3 separate regions of the Pan troglodytes genome follow, and all the other regions are linked to region 3. The links are chromatin contacts, called in public Hi-C and HiChIP or PLAC-seq maps. All regions are on one chromosome and are shown on one strand. Each heading gives the region's core, a stretch centred on a gene start, on an enhancer-like site or on the middle of the called end of the contact. The rest is flanking DNA. Distances are from core to core; before and after follow the strand shown.

Region 1 (3,332 bases), core at 124-2,623, 160 kb before region 3:
GTGCAATGGCGCCATCTCAGCTCACTGCAACCTCCGCCTCCAGGGTTCTAGCGATTCTCCTGCCTCAGCCTCCCGAGTAGACTGGATTACAGGCGCCTGCCACCAAGCCCGGCTAATTTTTGTTTTTTCAGTAGAGACGGGATTTCACCATGTTGGCCAGGCTGGTCTCGAATTCCTGACCTCAAGTGATCCAACCGCCTCGGCCTCCCAAAGTGCTGGCGTGAGCCACCGCGCCCAGCCTGATTTGAATTTTAATTCATTAGCGACGTTTAAAAATCCCAGGATTTCACATAAAAATCCAGATTTCAGACGTCGAAAAACATGTAAAATGTTATCTCCCAATGCCGCAGGCAAATAGGATCACAGTCCTGAATAGCAACCGCGGTCTCTAGTGGTTACGGTTCTCACATCCATTTTGCTCCATTTTATTACCTGAGAGGACCGGTATTTTCAAAACCTGGTGTATCAGTAACTTTTAGGGAAAACTTTTGAAAAAAGGACTGCACACACGCACCCTTTCTTCCTTCTCGTTCTTTGAAAGGAAACAACAGAAACGATTCATTCTGCAGGCATTCTGCGCTAGTCCCACGGACAGGCGACTAACAAGAGATAAAAAGGTGTGGGTCCCATAGGCGGTACGGTGTTACCCCTTCTGGTTGGCGGGTACCACGTTGCCGGTCGAGATACGGACCCACTGCGACTAGCACTAGGAGTGCTGAACCGAGCTATGCAAAGTTCTGACGAGAAGGTGGAACGGTACTTAATGAAGAGGATTAAGGAATCTAAATCGGTTTCGCTAAATTAGACACATCTGTCTAAGCAGCCACGGTCTATTCGCAGCAGGGGCGGGAAGACAAACCAACGCCCCAGCTCTCCGTTCAATCACCCGCAACTCAGCTCTGGACTAGACGCACCCTACGAAGATACCCGGGTTTCCGGAGCAACCGCCCGGGCCGTCCCCTTTTGGCCCCGCCTCCGAGACTCTTTCCCGCCAAAGGCCGTTATCGCCGCAGAGCATGGTGGGACAACGCTTTAGGCTAGGTTTCACCAAGTGCTTTGAAGGCGCCGAGTTGCTTTCAAAGATCCTCATTCCTGGAGAAATCGACCATCCTTCAAGACCCGACCTGGATGACTAGCTCCTTTAACGAAAGTTCGTTATTTAACTTTTACCAAACGGCTGGTCACTCTGTTCGCAAACCACCCCAAGCTGGGAACGCGGGGGACTTTTTTTCCCCCTTCGTGCGGAGGGTGACGTCGCGCGTGCGTGCGCGTGCGCTGAGCGTAGCCCTCGCAGCACCCGTTGCGCTCCCGCGCGTGCGTGTTGGGATCGAATCGCTGTTTCCTTCCGCTTCTCTTCCTCTGTCTCCCCCCCATATCCGTGCGCCGAGCTGATAAAGGCGCCATTTTGGAGGGGCCGCGGGAGACGTGGTGCCGCTGCGGGCTCGCTCTGCCGTGCGCTAGGCTTGGTGGGAAGGCCTGTTCTCGAGTCCGCGCTTTTCGTCACCGCCATGTCGGGAGGTGGTGTGATTCGTGGCCCCGCAGGGAACAACGATTGCCGCATCTACGTGGGTAACTTACCTCCAGACATCCGAACCAAGGACATTGAGGACGTGTTCTACAAATACGGCGCTATCCGCGACATCGACCTCAAGAATCGCCGCGGGGGACCGCCCTTCGCCTTCGTTGAGTTCGAGGACCCGCGGTGAGGCGGCATGGGGCTTGCAGCCTTGAGGAAATAGGTCCGAGTAGTCGGGGAAGGCTCCAAGGCCTTAACATAGAGAACGGGGAAGCGGGGGCTCTTAGAGAGGTTGGGGCGAGACTGTATCGCCCATGCAGGAGTCGAGTAAGGAGCTGAGTTGGTGTGGCTTCTCTGGCGCCTCGCCTTGGACGTCCCCGGAGCCCATTCGCAGGCTGGAGCGGGAAACTGAGGCGCTGAGGGCTGGTGTAGTGGTTGGGAGCCTGGCGTGTTTCTGGGTGGGGGAGGGGCCATTCCTATTATGCGGCGCATGTGGGCTCTTCCACGTTGGGTGCGCATGTGCGGGGGGTTTGCTGGTTCCCGACTGAGCGAGCTTCTCCTCCTGGTGTTTCTCATCCTTTTACTTTCTGCGATCCCGCAGAGACGCGGAAGACGCGGTGTATGGTCGCGACGGCTATGATTACGATGGGTACCGTCTGCGGGTGGAGTTTCCTCGAAGCGGCCGTGGAACAGGCCGAGGCGGCGGCGGGGGTGGAGGTGGCGGAGCTCCCCGAGGTCGCTATGGCCCCCCATCCAGGCGGTCTGAAAACAGAGTGGTTGTCTCTGGTGAGTGTACTGGTTGTGTGGATTGATGTGAAGGGACGAAAACTACCTAAATTTTTTCTCTTGCGTGACAGGTTTAATAATTGCAAATTTTTCATGCTAGGTCTTAAATTGCTTAAGTTTTTGGGTGAATTTAATAAACGAGGATTGCTGCTGTGGTGATTTACCAAATTAGGTTGCGGTACTAGATACGAAGATCGTTACAAATAATTTTGGACTCTGGATTCCAGAATCTTACCAGCTCTCTTTACCTGGTATCACTTAAGTACACCTATTAAGTACTTTAAAGTACTCTTTGTCCTAATGTACCTTACCAGCTTAACGTGAAATTTAAGATAATTGATACTAAGAAAAAAAAAATCACTTTTCCAGGACTGCCTCCAAGTGGAAGTTGGCAGGATTTAAAGGATCACATGCGTGAAGCAGGTGATGTATGTTATGCTGATGTTTACCGAGATGGCACTGGTGTCGTGGAGTTTGTACGGAAAGAAGATATGACCTATGCAGTTCGAAAACTGGATAACACTAAGTTTAGATCTCATGAGGTAGGTTATACACGTATTCTTTTCTTTGACCAGAATTGGATACAGTGGTCTTAACAGTGGAACTTCAAGGTAAGGATTCAGGCAAGGGTGTCCGAGTAAATTGCCAGATTTCTGGTTTTAGTTACATTGTATTCATTCAGCATGTCTGAAGACAGATGAAAGCTTAGATCTTTCAATGGAAAGTTCTGTCTATCCAATAGGGAGAAACTGCCTACATCCGGGTTAAAGTTGATGGGCCCAGAAGTCCAAGTTATGGAAGATCTCGATCTCGAAGCCGTAGTCGTAGCAGAAGCCGTAGCAGAAGCAACAGCAGGAGTCGCAGTTACTCCCCAAGGAGAAGCAGAGGATCACCACGCTATTCTCCCCGTCATAGCAGATCTCGCTCTCGTACATAAGATGATTGGTGACACTTTTTGTAGAACCCATGTTGTATACAGTTTTCCTTTATTCAGTACAATCTTTTCATTTTTTAATTCAAACTGTTTTGT
Region 2 (3,411 bases), core at 6-2,505, 140 kb before region 3:
ACTATATCTCCTTGGTTTTCTATTACAGTAGAATTCTCCAGCCATATTTTTATTGTCTATGGGGGAAGTTGGAGATGGTGACCTTGATTAGAAGTGTCTGGAGGGGGATAAATGGAGGGGATAAGATTCAGTTGGTTTTGGAAAATGTTAAAGTCTTAAAATAATGCGTCCATCTGAAGAATTTTTTCTAAAACCAGAGTTTATAAAAATATCACTGATACAGCCTGCCCCCTCATTTCCCTGCCACAGGAGATGTCTTGGACTAGAGACACTTGTTTAATAATAGCTTGTCTCTGATATTCCCAGTAGCTTCCCTCTGTGTGAGGAAAGGATAGAAATGTTCAGGACATCATCATACAGGCTCCTCATCTACAAAGTTCCAGTAGCAGTGACGCCTACACGGAAGACTTGGAACTGCAAACAGGCTGGGGTCACCTCAGTGACATCTGACGCTGTCCAACCAGAAGTTCGATTTTTGTTCTGGGGGTGAAGGAGGAAACAGACTGTACTAAAGGACTAAAATAATTTCTTGTCTATACTATCTCACTTGTTTTTATTTTTGGCGGGAGAGGAGGGGTGTTGGGATAGAATTTCACATCCTATCTTGGAGTGAAGGGGAGGATGGGGAGGCTCAGCCCTTCACCCAAGAATAACCCAGTAATGACATCTCTACGCGTGGGAAGTGTTTCCCTCCACACTGAGAGGATCTGAGGCTGCACCCCAGTGGGATTCCCTGCTTGAGTTGGAAGGCCATCTCGCCATGAGATGCATATCATAGCGAGAGCGCAGAGGGCTTAGCCGGCCGGGGAGGAAATGCCAAAAGGAAGAGAGGCTCGAAGTCGAAAGGGCTTCCCCCAATTTGGAGGTGGGGACCATGCTGTGCATGAGCGACTGAAGAGCCGAGTGTCCGCCGTGGCCTGTGCCCTCCGCTGAGGGTCTAACAGGGACGCGACGGTGCTGGACACCGTGTCTGAGTCACGGGAGACGGCCCAGCTGTGCCCAGCGGGCCAGCGCCAGACCCTGGCGTCCTCCATCTTCTCTCCTGAGCTCCCCCTGCTCCAGCTGCCTGAGCCACGGACCGCAGCACCACACACCCCCGCGGGGGGGGACGCCGCGCCCCATCCCCGCCCCGGGCCCCACCCCAGCCCCCCCGCGGGGGCCCTGACCCCACCGCCAGCGGGCACTGGCTGAGCTCCGAGGCGGCGAGCCGGCAGCGGGGACGCCCAGAGGGGGTCCGGGCGACTGGGGGCGGCGGCGGCCGGGCCGGGGCTCCCCCCCCCGCCCGCGCTCGCCGCCGCGGTGGTGCGTCCCGGAGGTTACCGGAAGTGGCCGCGCTCGGCGCTGCCATGTTGAGGAGCCGCCGCTGCCGTTGCCGCCGCCGCCGCCGCCGCTTTGTTGTCGCCTCCTCCGGCTGAGGAGGCTCCCCGAGCGGGGGGAGTGGGGAGGAGGGGGGTCGGCCGCCGCAGCCATGGAGGCCAACTGGACCGCGTTCCTGTTCCAGGTACTGGGGGCCCCCCCGGGGGGGCACGGGGGGGACAGGGGGGCCGGGCCCCGGGCTGGCGGGCGGGCGGGCGCTCCTCCTCCCCTCCCTCCCGGCTCCGCTCTCCGGCCCGGCCTTAATCCCCCTTTGTTTTTCCGCCCGCCCGCCCGCCCCGGCGGAGCGGGGCTGCTGAGGTGAAAGGAGGCGGCCTCACGGGGTGCGGGGGAGATAGCAGGCCTCGGGGTGAACCCGGGGGCCCCCCAGCACACAGACGCACACACACACACTCACACACACCCTTCCCTCTCGCTCTGAAGGGGAAGGGAGGAGGCCGGTCGCTGTCACCACCCCGCGGCCCAGAGAAAGGAGGGCGCCGGGCCGCTGGATAGCGCGGGCTGCTGGGCCATTGCGTGCCGGCCCGGTCCCGCACGGTGGGGTGAGGAGGTCCCCAGGTCCTGCCCTGAGTCTCCTCCCCGCCACTTCATCCATCTTTCGCTTGTTCTCTTTTCACCTTCCTCGTCTTTTTGTGTGTGTGCGTGCGTGTGTTGACTTTCTGACCCCCTCCCGTGTCCCCGCGAATAGCGGGTATCCCTAGGTTCCCCGCCACTCCCCCTCACCGCCACCACCCCTCTCGTGTTTACCCAGTTGGGGGGGGCGGATGTTGTGAGTGTGTATCCCCTCCCCAAACTTTTTCACTGGATTTACATTTTTTTTTCCCAAGTCTCAGCCGAGCCTTGGCAGCTGACACCTTCTCCCTCTGTCCAGCTCTCCCGCCGTCCCATTCAGCCTGGGGAATCCCCCAGCCGGGCCGGCCCGGGGCAGGCGGGGAGCGGTGGGGGCCGGGACTCCTGGAGGCCCGACCTTCTCCCGAAGCGCTTTTCTTTCTCGCCCACCTCGAACGTTTCCTCCAACCAAGTGGAGAGAGCAAACAAAGTCCGCTTACAAAGCCCCCAGATGAGTCACTCTCTGGGATGTTGGTCTTCGCTTTTTTGCAAGAAACTTGAAAGTGACTGTAGCCGATGTGTTTTGGCAATTCTCTGGCCCGCCCACTTTAGATGGGGGACCCCTGTTTGGCAGATCTAGGCTGGAACTTATTTTTTTCCTACTTCGTTTCTGTTTGCAAAACGAAGCATTCAGTGGGCAGTAGCGATGAGCTCACGGGGAAACTTCGGAACTGGAGGAGGTTAGGAAGCTCGTCACTTTTAAGTGCGTTCTTCCCGCCTCTCTGAGTTATTTTCCTTTGAATACTTCGTGAAATCCCAAACGCGTAGCTGGGGCGCTTGATACCTTTTGAAACTAACAGGAACGGATGCAGAATTTTCAAAAAATTATTCTCCCAGCCACTGGATTCATCCTAGTGGAGTTAATATAGAGAATTGGATAACTCAGAAATTACCTACTGTGTAGACTGGCCTGTTGTTTTAAGACATATTTTTTCAAATGTGGGCAATTTGATCTTTAAGTAGTTATGGAAATATATTTGGGCTTCTTAAAATCTAAAATACCCAACATTATGGAATTCATGAACTTCCCCCTTTTCTCATTCTGATCAGTGTTGTTTTATTGTACTTTGATCAGCTTGCTAATAATGTGATAAACCAACTTGAAAATGCATTGGAAAAGAAATGATATATAACTAGCATGCATCCAGGTTGGTGTAAAGGTGGCAAATACTTTCCCCAGAAAAAAGCTCAAATGGTTATTTTAAAATATGGGATTGATGGGCCACTGAAGTGATTTTCATGTGATTAAAAACCATATTAAGCATGGTGTCTATAGAGATTGAAAAAAAAAAAGTGTTCTTCATGTAAAGGAAAAACCCATAACGCATCTTTGGAAAGCTGGTTGAAAAATCTTTTGAAATACTTTTGTAAAGATTATTTTTCCCCTGGGTAAAACAAATGCCAAGCGTTTATTGATCAACTTTTTAA
Region 3 (3,236 bases), core at 361-2,860:
TCAAATCACTGGATCCCTGGGATGCGTGTGTGTGTGTGTGTGTGTGTGTGTGGTGGGGGGGGGGGCGGGGGGGGAGCGGCGTTCTGCTGGAGTCTTGAGCCTACCAGCCTCGAGCTTTAGGCATAGCTTAGGCGGCATTGTGAGGCACTGGAAAGGGCCCTGGCTGCCCCACCCCGCCAAGGCTGGCTCTATCAGTTGCTTATCAGACAAGTTATGTAACTTCCTGAGGCCTTGCTTTCTCATCTATAATGAGGATGTTAATAGCTACCTTATGGGAAGGTATGTGGATTCAGTAAGATAACACACACAAGCAGTAACTACTCATCAAACAGTCCCTTCCTCCCCTTCACCCGCCTCAGAGTGGGAGGACTCTAGGATGACTTGACTAGGCTCCCAGGAGACATTGTGTGTGATTCAAAACATTCATTGGATTAAAAGTTCAAATATGAATACAATCTCTTTACAAGTCAAACTCTGAAGCATGTGTAAAGGAAGAAAAAATTCTCCCTTCCCTGCCTGCAGTTTCACTCCGAGATATCCAATGTTCACAGCCTTGGGTGTCCTTCTGCAGAATTTCTATCCTCAAACACAAACATATATAGAGGTGTTTCTTTTTCCTTTTTTTTTTTTTTCTAACAAGTTGAGATTCCACTAAACATGTTTCTTTGCAACTTCGTTTTTCATTTAAACATAAGTCATGTACCTTAACCTAGGTAAATACATGTGGATCTAGCTCATTCATTTTAATAGCTGCATAGGGTTCCAAAGAAAGTATGAACAATAATTTTCCAGCTATTTCTCATCTGATGGATTTTTTTTCCCACTACAAACAATGCTGCAACGATGATCCTTGCACAAACATCCTCATGAATTGATGCTTTAATTTCTAAGGGGTTCTTTCCCCGAAATATGATTACTGGGTCAAAGGGTATGCTACACACAGTTTATATTTTTTTACAGTTTAACACTGAGAGATGACTTTCTCCAGATTTTTTCGTTTCCCTCTCGGCGTCTGTTTGTTTCGGACACTTTCACTTTTCGAGTTCCAAGGAGGAGGTAGCCCGCGACACCGGCCGCGGGAAACACGAGTTGCAGCCAGCATCCTAGTTAGCGTGGATGCAGGTGGCACTCCGGGGACGAGGGGCTTAGTGGGGAGCACTACACAGCCAGAGGCGGAGGCGCGAGATCTAGCACGACGCTGGGCAAGTGACGGCCCCTCCCCGGCCTTGGTTTTCTTCTGCGTAGTCTGTGACTCTAAACAACATTAGGCTCAGCCTGGGCCTAAAGCTGGTGACCTCAAATCTCGGCCTTTGTTGGCTCCCCTAGGACTGTAGGCTGCGCCTCACCCCCGCTCTGCCCCACTACTTCTCCTCCGCGCGGCCCCACCTTTTCAGAGAAGTTGGTTCAACAAGGCGAGAGAGAGTAAAGCAACCACCATAATGAATCCCTCCCACAGCTCGGTCATTTATTACTTCTGTCCGGCTTTGGCTCGCTCCCGCCCTTTTGGCTCGGCTATCGAGTGCTCCTGCCTGAACCTGGCAAGTAACCTCGGAGCGCGCACGTTCGGCCTATCACTTGCTTCTGCCTGCGCCGCTCTCCCGCAGGGGCTGCGGTGAAAGCGCAGCGATCCTTGGCTCGGCCAGCAACTTATGCGCCCTTTACCTGGAGCAGCCGCTTCCGGTTCCGGTAGCAGCTAGTCACGCTCGGTATCAGGCGCAGATCATGGCAGGCAGCCGGCTGGAAACCGTAGGGAGCATCTTCTCCCGGTGTGTGCTCCGAGCCGTGGTGGGCTGAGGGTGCCTCCCCCAGGCTGGGGTTCTCAGCCGGTCACGCTCTTCCTTGGAGCGGACCTGAGCAGGGCGAGGCGTATTGCAGGGTGCGGGGGCTGAGCTGGGTGAGGCCCTCTCATGTTTTCTCCTGGCTCCGAATAGTTGTGCCTGAGGATGTCTCTCCTTGAATTTATGTGTCATGTTAAAGATTATTGCAGCTGCCTCTCCCCGAGTGGAGGTCTCTAGGAAGAGGAAGGGAGGAAGAGCCTGATGGGCCTTCCTTATCAGGTCATGCAAGACCGCTCTTGCATTTTTCCGTGACCGAACGTGGGTGGGACGCACAAAAGAAGATAGAGGGATTTAACTCTCCTGAGCGTTGTTAAGTTTGGTTTGGGATGTGGACAGACCTTCCCTGTAGGTGGGGAGCAGTCCTCCCCCGTTCTGTGTTGCAGACCGCATAATACCTTTAATGTCCCAAGCTGTGCTAGACTGATTCAGGGGCTTTGGCAGGCTACTGCAAGTGACCCAGTTTCGTTCTGTTCCCTCCCTAAGGACTCGGGACCTGGTTCGGGCCGGGGTGCTGAAGGAGAAGCCCCTGTGGTTTGACGTATATGACGCCTTTCCCCCGCTGAGGGAGCCCGTCTTCCAAAGGCCTCGAGTGCGATATGGCAAAGCCAAAGCTCCCATCCAAGACATCTGGTACCACGAGGATCGGATTAGAGCGTGAGTGCTCAGCCCTGTAGTGGACAGGAAGCAACAGAACTTCAGAAGGGAAGGTTTGGGTAGCAGTCTGGGAATTCAAATATGAAATTGAGTCAGGGGTTTGCCCTGTGGAGAAGGCTTATCTAGCCAAATTAGGGAGGCAGCACCCCTTCCTCATAGTGAAACTGAAGTTCTGAAAAGTGGAATCTGGAGCCCAGCAACCGAAAGATCATTGCAATTATAGCCGCATGTTTCTGGGCATCTGCTTTGGGCCAGGCACTGTACTAAGCTCTTTGCAAGCATTATCTCATTCTCTAAAGGCCTTACTCTAACTTGTAAGGAAGGTATTCTTGTTTCCATTTTATTCAAGGAGACTGCGAAGCTCAAGGGAATTAGCTAACTTCTTGTAATTACTAAATATATAGGAGGGTGGCGGATCTGGGAATCACATCTCTGACTCCAAGCTTATGGTGATCATTATGCCGGTCTTCTCCAGGAGTGGAGATAGGAGGAACGTGGTCTGTGGATCTAGTAGTCCGGCTCTTTGAAGCCACTCAGATGAAAGGATGCTTGAAAGTCTAAGAGAGGCCGGGCGCGGTGGCTCACGCCTGTAATCGCAACACTTTGGGAGGCCAAGGCGGGCGGATCACCTGAAGTCAGGAGTTCGAGACCAGTCAGACCAACATGGTGAAACCCCGTCTCTACTAAAAATACAAAAATTAGCCGGGCATGGTCGTGGGTGCTTGTAGTCCCAGCTACTCGGAA

What was found. Hi-C and Micro-C count contacts between places; a contact is called where the count stands out from the background. HiChIP or PLAC-seq counts read pairs in DNA pulled down with a chosen protein or histone mark.
Region 1: a Hi-C map of stem cell-derived neural progenitor cells shows a contact between it and region 3, with 6 times the contacts expected there. The contact joins the promoter of SRSF1 here to the promoter of MRPS23 in region 3. A contact is called at or near these places in 1 of 7 Hi-C or Micro-C datasets (stem cell-derived neural progenitor cells), 1 of 1 datasets of contacts at active chromatin or transcription factors (stem cell-derived excitatory neurons) and 1 of 1 other capture datasets (stem cell-derived neural stem cells).
Region 2: a contact with region 3 is called in an H3K4me3 HiChIP or PLAC-seq map of stem cell-derived excitatory neurons, with 5 times the contacts expected there. The contact joins the promoter of VEZF1 here to the promoter of MRPS23 in region 3. A contact is called at or near these places in 4 of 7 Hi-C or Micro-C datasets (blood, induced pluripotent stem cells and stem cell-derived neural progenitor cells), 1 of 1 datasets of contacts at active chromatin or transcription factors (stem cell-derived excitatory neurons) and 1 of 1 other capture datasets (stem cell-derived neural stem cells).

What each region holds. Positions count from the first base shown.
Region 1 is chr19:71,127,445-71,130,776 of NHGRI_mPanTro3-v2.0_pri, reverse strand. It overlaps SRSF1 (serine and arginine rich splicing factor 1), which reads left to right and starts at 1,373. Exons shown (of 5, transcript NM_001195547.1): 1 at 1,373-1,702; 2 at 2,118-2,302; 3 at 2,672-2,844; 4 at 3,045-3,231. The coding sequence starts at 1,509.
Region 2 is chr19:71,108,281-71,111,691 of NHGRI_mPanTro3-v2.0_pri, reverse strand. It overlaps VEZF1 (vascular endothelial zinc finger 1), which reads left to right and starts at 1,255. Exons shown (of 6, transcript XM_016932623.3): 1 at 1,255-1,501. The coding sequence starts at 1,469. It overlaps LOC134808892 (a long non-coding RNA gene), which reads left to right. Exons shown (of 2, transcript XR_010153025.1): 2 at 307-541.
Region 3 is chr19:70,969,931-70,973,166 of NHGRI_mPanTro3-v2.0_pri, reverse strand. MRPS23 (mitochondrial ribosomal protein S23) reads left to right here and starts at 1,610. Exons shown (of 5, transcript XM_511903.7): 1 at 1,610-1,766; 2 at 2,322-2,492. The coding sequence starts at 1,723.